2 separate regions of the Mus musculus genome follow, and region 2 is linked to region 1. Evidence: chromatin contacts called from public HiChIP or PLAC-seq data. All regions are on one chromosome and are shown on one strand. Each heading gives the region's core, a stretch centred on a gene start, on an enhancer-like site or on the middle of the called end of the contact. The rest is flanking DNA. Distances are from core to core; before and after follow the strand shown.

Region 1 (6,156 bases), core at 2,188-4,687:
AATCTGCTGCTTTCTGCCAAGAGTCCAAAACCCCAAGGAAGTCTTGTAGATAGCAGACCTTTGACCTGCTAGACTTGGCTCTGCCTTTGGACCGTTTCCAGGGCAAAGGGGAAACGCCTCCTAGGAGAGACTCTTTGTCCTTGAGCAAGACACCTCTTAGGGAAACTCCAAAATGAGTGGTCAGGTTTTTGCGGCCTCATTTTCTATTTTGTTTACTGGGTCAATGGAAAAATACCTCTCCCTCCCCCCCTCCCTCTCCCCCTTCCTTTTTCCCTCCCTCCCTGATTCTTCCCCTTCTCTGGCCTCCCCCCAAACAAAAGAACAGGAAAAGAACAGATGTTCTGTAGGCTTTTCCTTTGTGCTCTCCTCTCCAGTTTTGAATCAGGAAATAGAGCAATGGCCTCCGTCCGCTCTCAGGGATCCTCTCTTCCTTGTCACCGGGAGATTCTCTTTCACAGGTGAAATGTCAGACACTCTAAATTTGCATATGCCCTCTTTAGCTTACGTCAGACCTTTAGGCTAGTATTGTGTAAAAGTGAGACTTCTGCTGCTGAGGCAGAGTTCTCAGGGAAAACGGACAGGTGGGAGGAGCTGGTGGGGCATGAGTTGGCATCCTTGGTCAGCCGACAATAGTGATAAATAAACAAATCAACTGGTTCACCAAAACTCAAGAAGCAGGAAGAGAGAAGTAGCCGAAGAAATGTGTGTAAGAACAGGACCATGAGCCGGGCAGTGTTGGCCCACGCCTTTAATTCCAGCATTTGGGAGGCAGAGGCAGGCAGATTTCTGAGTTCGAGGCCAGCCTAGTCTACAGAGTGAGTTCCAGGGCAGCCAGGGCTATACAGAGAAACCTTGTCTTGAAAAAACAAAAAACAAACAACAACAACAACAAAGAATGGATCTGTGAGAGGTGCGTCACAGCCTCAAAAAAGGAAACGTCAGCTTTTCCTTTGCTGTTATAGCATGGAATTGCTGAAAGGGGACATTCTTGATGGACCACTTCCCTGGTGGAAGCACTAAGGAATCTTTCATCCTTCTTGAATCTTTGGTTTGTTCACTCAGTGAATACCACACCAAGCCGCATGTGCTAAGACACAACAGCATCTTCCAGACCTTCATGGAGAACCCAACCCATGGAGAACCCAGATGCTATGATTACAGAAGCAGAGTTCACAAGGCTATGAGACCCCAGGTCCCTCTCAAGGCCCGCCTGAGTACAGCATTCCAATGGTGTCCATGAGGAGCTGGTTCCAAAAGCTGCAGGTGTTCAGGTCCCTTGTGCAGAGTGGTATAGTCATTGAATATAACCTGTGTATATACATACATACATTGCATATAATCTACTTACATCTGGAGTATTTTCACCTCCAGGTGACTTATAATGCCTGATATAGGTCTAAGTGCAACGTCAATAGTTATTATATTATTCTGTTTGGGGCATAGTGTCAAGAAAAAAAGCTTGTGCACATCAAACCTAGCCTCTCATTTTCTGCTGCTTATTTCAGATCCATGGTTGATTGAATCTGTCAATTAAGAGCCCGAATCGGCAGGGACTGTCAGCACTTCTCTTGGCCACCAGTAATCAGGACCGTGGCTAAATTAACAAAGAAGAAATCTAGAACAAGACAGCACTGACTTCAGTTCTGGGCCTGGTGTCTGCAGTTTTTATAACCTTGCCCTTGACAGTCAAAGGACATCCCATCTACACAAAATCTTTCTCCTTGAGTCAAGAAGGAAGTGAGTCTGACAATAACTCTTCCAATTTACCAGAAGAGAAGCATTTCCCAGAAACCACTAGTAAGCTGTGACTTAACTCTCTGGCTGAAACCTTGTGATTCAGGCATGATTGTATTCAGGACACTAAAACAGATGAAGCTTTCTCATTTTTTAAAAGACTTATGTTATTTCATTTATATCTTCAGACACACCAGAGAAGGCATCGGACCCCATTACAGATGGTTGTAAGTCACCATGTGGTTGCTGGGAATTGAACTCAGGGCCTGGAAGAGCAGTCAGTGCTCTTAACCACTGAGCCATCTCTCCAGCCCCAGAAGATGCTTTCTAGCCTCCAACATGGAGACATCAAGGTGAATCTGTAGATGTCATAGCTGGTCTCCATCTGGATTCTGACTCCTGTAGGAGACTGAGATACAACCTGCTTCTGTTTCTGTTACTATGCATGTGTCCCTATTTCAATGTATTTCAGTGTCACTTGGCCACTTCCCGCCGAACTCAGCGACCAGTCAGATTATGACACACAAGTTTGTTCCCATTTAAAATAATACATTAGTTCTATTCCCCCCACCTCCAGATCCTCTTCAGATCTCCCAATATACCTAACATTTCTTTGGTTTACATAAAAGCCCTATCTAATTTGCTCCCTAGGGGAGACCTACCACAATAGTAAAGTTGCACATTTCCACAGGGATTTACCCTAAACTGTTAATGAGTTGTGACTTCCCTGTCTGTACAGGCAGACAAAGCTGCTGCACCCCAAGCAGGTAGACAGAATTTGAACCAGATGGTTCAAGGCAGGGAAATGGGCTTAGCAGATCATTCCCAACACCTCCGTGTGTTGACTGAAATCCGTAAGGGGATGGCAAAACACCACCCTTATTTTCTCAACAAACTGTGCACCTTATTGAATATTAAACAGAAAGCTGAACAGAGGAGAGCTGGCTCTGGGTTTTCTTTCCTTGTCATTAGAACCATAAACTTGGCTGCTAGTTTCAACGAATCAATGGGGTGTGTGTGTATGGAGAGAGAGAGAGAGAGAGAGAGAGAGAGAGAGAGAGAGAGAGAGAGAGCTAATCTCATATCACTGAAGGACTTTCCGGTAATCCCACTACTACACATTGAATAAATCAGAAGTGGCAAGGGTGTGTGTCATTTCCATGAGTTCCTATATGGGAAGCAAATCCCCTTTTGCCCGATTTTCCAGTTTCAACAATAAATTACCCCAGCCTCTGATCCTCACTGTGAAGCCAGCGCCATTAAAAGCAGCGCGAATGCAAATTGAGGCGTTTCCCAGCTCTCAACACCCCACCCCTCACCCCCGACAGCCAGTTTAATTAAAGCCAAATTTGGTTGCGGAGTAAACAGGTATTTACAGATCAGGGGGAAAAAATCTGGTTCCGGTAATTAAAAGGATTTTGTAAATCTTGTCCTCTGTGTTAGAACACTTGGGTTTTAATAGTTAATTAAAGATGTCTTAATCATCCTTTGAGAGAAATTTGAAAAAGAAAAGATTAGGGACCAGCCACAAAGACACCACTGAAGTTCTGAAATTCCTGTCTGAGGAACCAGGGTCTCTCTTTACCTCATTGGCACGTAGACTTTGTCTTTCCTTTTCTTTGAACAAAAGGGTAGTCCTGTGCGCTCACAGCTGCTCCACAAGCCCCGGCCAGCTTGCGAGTCACCCACACACCACTGCCCTTGGAGCTAAGGGCACAGATGTCTGGTTCCTATGGCTTCCCAAGCTGTGACTGAAGACAAAGTCAAACTCGTTGGGCAGGCAAACAGACAGATGGACAGATGGAGAGACAGATGGGGCTTGTGTGTGTGTGTGTGTGTGTGTGTGTGTGTGTGTGTGTGTGTATGTGTACATATGCACGCGCGCACACACACACACACACACACACACACACATTAACTTAAGCAAGTGTCTTTCCTATCCAATGGTTTTTGATTTGGTTTGGTTTAGTTTTATTTTGTTGTTGTTTTTTAAGGTAACATAATGAACCAATTGACAGATCAGCACCCCTGTGCTAGGTACTGGAAGGGGACACCAGAGACTATATATCAGAGCACTCCTTGCTCAGGACTGGAATTTAAGACAAACACTTTGTGGCTAATGGTGCTACAAACCCTCCCACCCCCATAACACACACACACACACACACACACACACGCACGCACGCACGCACGCACGCACGCACGCACGCACGCGCACTCACGCACACGCACATAGAAAAGACACACAGGAGAGGACAACCCAGGGCCATGTAATACTGCAGGACAGGGACACACCATACATCCCAACTCTGTCTTCCCCTTGAGAGTGAGTCCAGCTGGCTTTGGCTGGAGAGGAGAAGCAGACGTCTGGAGAACAGTAATTCCAGACAGTGAACAGGACACACAGCAGGAAAAATCGATGCCTGCCTTTAGGAGTCTGTGGCTCCAGCGGCCAGAGCCCAGGGCTTGGCAAGAGTGAGATCTAGCGAGAAAGCCTGGCCTGGTCAGCCAAGGCTACCTATGGCTGGGCTGTGACCAGATAGCCCAAGTGCTGAGCTGCAAGGCCACTCCTGTTGTGTCTGACAAAGTGTGACAGGAAGAAGCACCTCAGCCGGCCCTGCCAAAGTGTCCCCGGAGGAATCAGTCACGCTACAGACCTAACATAAGGAAGGTTTATTAGTGAGATGGGAAGGGGACCTGCAAAAGGGGTAGAGGCAGAGGAAGGAAGGGGGACAGAGAAGAATAGACAGAGGAATGAGGAAGGACCAAAGAGGAAGAGGCCGGCAGGGACGCATGAGGTTAGAGGAAGAGAGAGGTAAGGGAGGGAGGAAGAGAGGGAGGGAGGGAGGGAGGGAGGGAGGGAGGGAGGGAGGAAGGGAAGGAGAGGTGTGAGAGAGAGAGGGAGACACAGAGGTCTCCAGTGGTCTTCTTATAAGCCTGGCTCCTGTCTCATACCTGGAGGGTGGAGACACAAGCTGTTGCTAGGTAACGGTTGGGCAGAGCCTAGAGGAATTGCTAACAGCTCCCCTAGGGCTTCTGTATGGACGTCTGTGCCTGGAAAGATTCACACTAAGTTGGCCATTTCTTCATGATGATGAACTGCCAGATCCTCAACTTCTATATAGCCAATTTTTCTAAAAAATTTTCCTAATGGGCCAGCAAGATGCCTTGGTAAATCAAGGCACTTGCCAGGCAAGCTTGGTGACCTGACTTGGACACCTGGAACCCATGTAATGAAGGAAGGAGAGAACAAACTCGACAGAGCCATCTTCTGATCTTCACGCAAAGGCCATAAGACACTCAGACCCTCTACCATTACGTCTGTCCACAACAGCAATGACAAAGAAGTAAAAATGTAAACACACCATAGAACTTCAAGATGACAAAAACTACACTTTAAAACAGAAAGCCACAGCCTGTTCTCAAAGGTCCTTAAGCCCGACTCTCCCCATCTGCCCCATTACCTGGCTTTCTTACTGTGAGGTGGAAGCTCTGGAGGTAAAACTAATTAGTGACATTTAAATGCAGTCACCAGCGCTTTATAGTTAACACTCTAGGTTGAAATTCTATTTGAAAAAAAAATTTTTTTTTTTTACTCAAAAAAATGTTTCACAGAGTATTTCAGTTATTGTCAGTTCTTGCTCTATCTCAAGTTATAATGTTTGGTTATAATGTCAAGTTATAATATTGTCTAACGAACAAGAAAAAAGTAAACTTTAAACCTGTATCTAAGATGCACTAAGGCCCAAGTTAAAACTCCAACACTGAACACCAAGCCTATAGCCCCGTCACACTCAATGGGAGCACAATCAGGAGGCTGAAGTCCCCCTTAGCTACATTGAGTTTGAAGCTAGCCTAGGATGTATTAGACCCTTAAAGGAGGATGCAGTTTGCCTGGGACATCTGTAGGGATCTGTCAGTGAGATAAAATGGAGAGGAAGGGACGGGTATGGCTTCTGTGGTTGAACTTGATATTCAACAAGGAGAGGGGTCCTTTAATATGCTAACAACACTGAGACTCTCAAGAAAGTATTCGCTATTCGTAAATTGTGATCATAGAAGGCACCACCAAGGGATAATTTGAAATTGTTTATTCCTCCTCTTAATTATCTTATCACCACCATCCCCTAAAAGTGAAAAATATGAGTTTCAGGTCTAGCCTGGTCATGTAGGCTCACCAGTAATTTGGACACAATTGCTGACAAAAATGTCTTCTGAGAATAAAGTTCTAGAATGGCACTTCAGATTCACTCTGACCATCCTAATGAACACAGAAGAAAATCCTTGAAAAGAAGATGGCATCAGACTCATGAAGTGTCTCTTCATTTTCTTCAGAATATCCATCTGTGGCTGGGCATTGATAGAGAATGCCTTTAATCCCAATACTCAAAATGCAGAGAATGATTGAGCTCTGTGAGTTCA
Region 2 (6,121 bases), core at 376-2,875, 550 kb before region 1:
TAAGACAAAGAGATCAACAAAGTTGGTGTCTAGTGAGGGCAGAATTCTCATAGATTGAATCTTCTTTTGTGGTGTGAGGTGCTAATGCGATCCTACAAATTTCTCTTAGGACAATAATTCTACTAGTGAGGGTAGGATATATCACCTTCCAAGAGGCACAAATCTCAATTCTGTTGAATAGAAAATCAATGTCAACAAATGGATTTTGAGGTGGAACAGTACTCAGACCATAGCACTCATAGAAGAGAGAAGGGCACAGGGTGGAGTGGTGGGAGGCATGGGACCTGCAGCAGAGGAATGTGGCTTGGAGTCTCTGGCCTGCCACTCATGGGTGGCCTTGAGCAGATGGTTTTAGTTCTCCAATATTCAGATTTTTTTTTTAAAATCTAAATGTTGATAGTGTAGAGGTTATAGGTGACATGATATCTACAAAAGCACTTAGCACAACAGCTCATACGGAGCCAAGGATTAATAAATAGATTTTTGAACATTATTATTATGAGGCTTAGCAATTCTAAAACAACAAAGCAAAGGACGTTTACAGAAGTTCAAAGAATGGTTGGTAAATGTCATGAAGGGGAGATCTGCAATTGGCATGGAAAGACAGCTGAGGATCACGGTTCTGAGAAGTCAGAAGGTTGGAGGAAGTCTAGGGAGGACAAGAACCAAGCTCAGGGGACAGGCAGGGACACCAGGCTGGGCAGGCTGATGTGAAAGATTTCCTGGAATAATGCTGACAGTCATAAGGAAAGCGTGAACAAGGCTCCTACTGTGGAGAGGGCGAGTGCTCTCTTCAGTAATAGGATGAGACAAGAAAGGATGCTTTAAAAATTAGTAACCAACGTTCTAAGACAAATTGCAAAATAAGTGCAAGCAATCAGAGGCCACAGGTCAGCATTGCTGCAGATGGGCCCGCTGATATGCCCCTGGTGGAAGGCAGCTTGGCTTTCCGGAGAGCACTTTGATTGCAATTGATAACAATCATTAATTTCTCTTCAAAGTACTGATCCTGGAGCACATTCATTTATAATCAAAGAGGCATAAAGAATTATGTGCATTAAACAACCCCAAACACTTGGATACAACTCAAATGTTCACTGATGATGGAATTCTGGAATATTCTAAGCACCAATACGCCCATATTGTGGGTTTTTTTTTTCAGCATTTCAATATACTGAGGTAAATTTACATGGCTGATGTGGTACTATATGTAAAAGAAGTTGGTTGGTGAGAAGTTGAGAGTTGGCAAAAGTTGTAACAGTAAATTTGAGAACTCTATGTGTGTTTCCTAATGCACAGCAAAAGATCAGGAAGAAGACAAATCTAACTTTTCATGGTTGTCTCTGGAAAGAGGGAAATGGGGAGGAAGGTGTTCATACCTGGTAGGAAATAGGCCCAAACCATGAATAAAATATTTTCAAAGGAGACATTCAAATTATTAGAAGGAAAAAAAAAAAAAAAAGACCCACCAGTTAAAAGAAATGGAAACACATAACACATACAAATTTTTTACTTGCTAGACTGAATAGATTTTTCTTTTAAACAAAGACAGCGATGCCTGTATTGGGTCGAAGTTAGTACTTGTTAGCACAGTCTGGAGGAGGGTGTTTTAAGGAACAATTTGCAGCAAGCATCACACCCTGCCTCAGCAAATTTACTCTCAGGAATATCTCCTAAGGAAATGTGCCAGCTTAGTCCTCTCTCACCCACTTCAACGGTGCTTACAGTGGGAAAACAATACAATACAGAAGAACCCCAAAGAAACCAAAGTAGCAGCCCAAACCCACAAGCAAACGCCCAGCCCTGCTCTAGAAGTCTGTTTGAAAGGATGGTAGAGGCACACACAGATGCCAAGCAGCCATTCAGAAGGGTGGGGTGCTCCGCTTACTGACCTGGAAGCACACCAGCAAACGCATTCGAGGAGAAAGATACTGGAGAACAACCACAACGAACGCTCTGTTTTGAAGATACCTGTGTAGATAAGAGGAGTTCTGGGAGCTTGACCGCCAAGTGATGTGTCTAGGTTCCTTCATTCTGCTCGCTTTTATTTGCTCAGTCTTCTAGATCAAACACGGGTCACTAGGAGAAATAAACTGAATGCTCTAAAATGTTGAGAGAATTCATCGTAGGAGCAATAGACGAAGGTTACTTCCAGTTTTGCCATGATCCGGAGAGAGTGAAGATGACTTAGATCCACTCAGGGTGTCTATGTCTCACTGCGTATTAGAAGCATCTAGGCTGGCACCAAAATACAGAGGAGACCTTTCTGGGCAGGGTGTTTGTTGGTGCTGGTCTATTGTATCTGCTGGCACGTGGCAGATACACTGAACACTGGTAACCAGACATGGGCTCAGCACTCTAGGGACCAGAGTGGACTGTGGAGAGAAAGCTGTTTGGGGTTCAGATTGTGTTTCAAGAGTGAGATTTCTAAAAACAAACAAAAAATGAGAACAGTTTAACATTCTGTCCTACTTACCATGAACTCAAAACCTGACATACCCTGTAATCATCTGAAAAAGAGTCTCAGTTGAGTAACCATCTTTTATCAGATTCGTCTGTGGGCCTGTCTGTGAGGGATTGTCCTGAGTGTCTTAATTGACAGAGGGGGGCGCCCACCCACTGTGAGTCATCGTGGTCTTTCCCCTCCACGGTGGTCCAGCCAGGGCTGTGTAAGAAAGCTGGTCAAGAATGAGCCAGGATGTCAGACAACAGGTAGTGTTTCTCCATTTTTTTCTGATCTAGATTCTTGCCTTGAGTTCCTGTTCTAACTTCCTTGGTGATGACCTATGTCCTCTCCTCTCCAAGTCACTTCTGCTCGGAGTATTCTATCACAGCAATAGAAAGGAAACTAAATACAGTCCCATGGAGTTGACTTTGGTGAGCTTTCCTTCAGCATGTATAGCTCTCAAGCCCAAAGTGCTTCGCTGAGCAGGAGAATGATGGCGTCTGTGGCTACATTGCTCAAATGGAGGCACTTCTAGCATATTCTGAATGCTGAGATGCTACAGGAGAAAGCAACCCATCTCCTCAAAGCCCCAGGGGTGAGTTAGTGCTTGGGAGCACTGCCTAGGCAGCCAGTTATAACACTACAAAGAAAGGATGGCATTTCCCACTTGAGTGAGCAGAATGGTGATTTCTACTGTGACTGTGGCGGTTTTCATGAGAATGGTCCCTGCAGGCTCATTTGTTTGAATACCTGGTCCCCAGTTGGTGTAACTGTTTGGGAAGGACTAGGAGGTGTGGCCTTGTTGGAGGAGGTGTGGCCTCGTTGGGGGAAGTGTGTCATTGGAGATGAGCTTTGAGGTTTCAGAAGATTCTCACCATTCCCAGTCTCTCCCTCTCTGCCTCTTACTCGGGTATAAGCTGGTCATGGTGTCTTATCACAGCAATAGGAAATCACCGAGGTAGAGAGTCTTTGGAGGAGTGCTTTGGTTTTAAGGCCTATTGACGCTTGCTGTTTTATTACGAGCCATATCCTAAGTGGGTGGGAGCTGACATCCCGATAATTCAGCATACCACAATAATTTCCCTTAAGGTTTTAAAAATTATGATTTGCTTTTAATTGCTACCCGTCTTCCTAAGTTTTACTCAAACAGGAAGGAAAAATTCCACATAGTCTCAGCAGGCTTTGATGCCAGAGGTTGTTAGGGCAGTTTGGGGAGAGCTCTTAAAAGGTGTCAGGTAAATACGGATGAATTTCTTCAGTACACTGTGTGCATTGATATTTCTATTCTAGATCACACCAGAGGGACTTTGAATAGCTGGGGAGGAATTCTATTGGATTTTGGCTGGGGTGGGGGTGGGGTTGATACTTCTCACTTCTTATTGGCTAAGGAAAAAAAAAATCAATGAAGCCATTATAAACAATATCAAAATATCAACCATATCTTCCATAATTAGGCACTCCTTTAAAAATAAAAGTTACCCAATCTCTCCTTTGCTTGTCTTTGACTTCATCCCAACACCGGTGGGAGGAAAGGAATTCTGGCTGCAAGCCAAACTTGACAGTGGCTTTGACTTTGCGCGTTGGGGAGGAGAGCATTACTTATCCGTGTTCCGTAGACACTTGCTTGGGCAAGATTATCCCACAACCTGGGCAAACCAGACAGGAAATGACAACTATTCCACCAAAGGTCTAAGGGTGCAGTAAGATATTGGCCTTCTCCCAGACCAAATAATGAGGATCCTCTTCAAAAGGTCTCAGGGCTAGGAATGCAGACCCAGCACCTCTCTCTAAAGGCAGAAAAGCACAATGAGTCACTCACTGCTGAGAGCAGACTTGGGGGTGGGATGGGGGGTAGGTGGGCATGTCCAAGTTACCTTTCCAGTTGGTCTTGGACATCAAAGTGTGAGAGCGCTCTCACCTCTAATTGGCAGGTTAGAATGCAGGGCAGGTGTCAGCAGGTCTCTGGAGAGATAAGAACCAACAGCTTTGGATCTTAAACCCAAGATCTTCAGGTTTCACTGCAGCCGGTCTCTAATGGGGACAGTCTTGGGGTTGTGACTGACCGCAAAACCCTTAAGGCAGAAGCTATGGGATTCCTGCTGTGGTCTCCTGATACTTAAAAAACAAAACGCTCAGAAACTACTCAAAAAAGACCTCATCTCCATTTACATTTTTTCAGGACTATGTTACTTGGTAAATAAAATTTAGACAAAACCAAACTCTATTCCTAAGTGATGTGCCTTCTGTGTTCTTAGCTGTGCCTGCCTCCTGCTAGAGGCACTGGGAGGTTTTTTTGGGCACCCTATTAAGAATAGGTTTTCTTGTAGTTTCTCTGTTCCCCACATACCCCTTGACATACAATAGGATTATGTCCTGATAAATCCATCTTAAATAGAAAATATCATGACAAGTGTATTTAATACACTCAAACTACCAAGTGTCAGGCCTCAGAAACACAGTCCACTGTCATTGTTGCCCCTGGGAGCACCGGCAGGGTTAGCTGGGAGCATCTGCTCTTTGTCACCACCTTTTTTTTTTTTTTCCCTACACAGGTATAAGTCAGCTTTAGCTAGCATGGTGGCTTACTCCTGGAATCCTGGAATTTGGGAGGTGGAGGTCAGAAGCTCAGGAGTTCAAGTTTATCCTTGGCTGTAAAAATAAGTTTGAGATAAGACTTTTCAGCCTAAGAGCATATCTCAAAACAAAACACAAGCAAAGGGGAAAAATAAGAAGTCAACTTTACACACTTGTGCGTTTGGCTGTTTCCCTTATATTCTTTTATGAATGGATTCTGGAGGGTGTCCTGTGCCAGCCCAGCCTGGACTGACTTACGCCATGAATGACCACACACCATGCCACTGTAGGCTTGAGTCATAATCTATGTCACCAACTCCCTCACTAATTTGGCTTTTTCCCCAGTCTGTCAATGCTGCGATGACTGTCTCGCTATAGCTATCTCTAAGAATGTGCAGATATTCCTGAGGTAGTCAGTCGTATTGAATGTACAATCTCGCAGTCAGTTCAAGTGTTTTAAGTTTTCATATAGACATACACTCTCCCCCAGCTATCCGGCAGGTTGACCATCCTTCCTGGATACAACAGAGACGGCATGAGACCTTGAAAATGAGTATGTGATGTAAAAGAAGACAGCGACAGAGGCTAGTTGTTTATGATCCCCATGTAATGTGACATCCATCCAATGCATGGGGGGGGGTAGATGGTAGTCACCTGAGTGGTAGTGAGGGAGGGCATAAGGAATAAGCGCAAAGAAGCATCCGGTTTTATCTGGGGATGGAGAAATGTTCTGAATTCTGTTTGCCCGGGTGATTATGCTGTACCACTGACTTGTGTGTGTGTGTGTGTGTGTGTGTGTGTGTGTGTACATGTATATGTATATGTATATGTATATGTATATGTATATGTATATGTATATGTATATTAGCAAACAATCCCAAGTTGTATATTTTTTTAAGGCATCAATTTTATGATAGGTGGATTGTATCTCAGTAAAGCTGGTGTGTGTGTGTAGGCCAGTAGTCAATGCTGGCTGTCTTCTTCAGTCCCTCTCCCTTCATTGTTTAAGGTAGGATCTCTCACTGAACCTGCAGCTTACCAATTCACCTGGAGTGGCCGGCATACAAAGCCCAGGAATCTCACCCCACCCCATCCATCCCA

What was found. HiChIP or PLAC-seq counts read pairs in DNA pulled down with a chosen protein or histone mark.
Region 2: a contact with region 1 is called in an H3K27ac HiChIP or PLAC-seq map of embryonic stem cells, with 3 times the contacts expected there. The contact joins two enhancer-like sites. A contact is called at or near these places in 3 of 39 promoter capture datasets (cranial neural crest, maxillary cranial neural crest and second pharyngeal arch cranial neural crest), 1 of 484 Hi-C or Micro-C datasets (bone marrow-derived macrophages), 3 of 115 datasets of contacts at active chromatin or transcription factors (cardiomyocytes, embryonic basal ganglia and embryonic stem cells) and 1 of 9 other capture datasets (embryonic stem cells).

What each region holds. Positions count from the first base shown.
Region 1 is chr13:97,289,507-97,295,662 of GRCm38.p6, reverse strand. It overlaps Gm33390 (a long non-coding RNA gene), which reads left to right. Exons shown (of 3, transcript XR_382781.1): 2 at 1,506-1,737; 3 at 1,923-1,949. Among named protein-coding and RNA genes, the nearest start is that of Gm33390, 6.5 kb to the left of the region's middle. Within about 2 kb of position 3,437, at least 52 of the 459 cell types and tissues checked have an H3K27ac peak or open chromatin away from gene starts, as enhancers often do. A contact at or near this core is called in embryonic stem cells, where this site is marked.
Region 2 is chr13:97,840,910-97,847,030 of GRCm38.p6, reverse strand. No RefSeq gene overlaps it. Among named protein-coding and RNA genes, the nearest start is that of Gm41031, 18 kb to the right of the region's middle. Within about 2 kb of position 1,625, at least 6 of the 459 cell types and tissues checked have an H3K27ac peak or open chromatin away from gene starts, as enhancers often do. A contact at or near this core is called in embryonic stem cells, where this site is marked.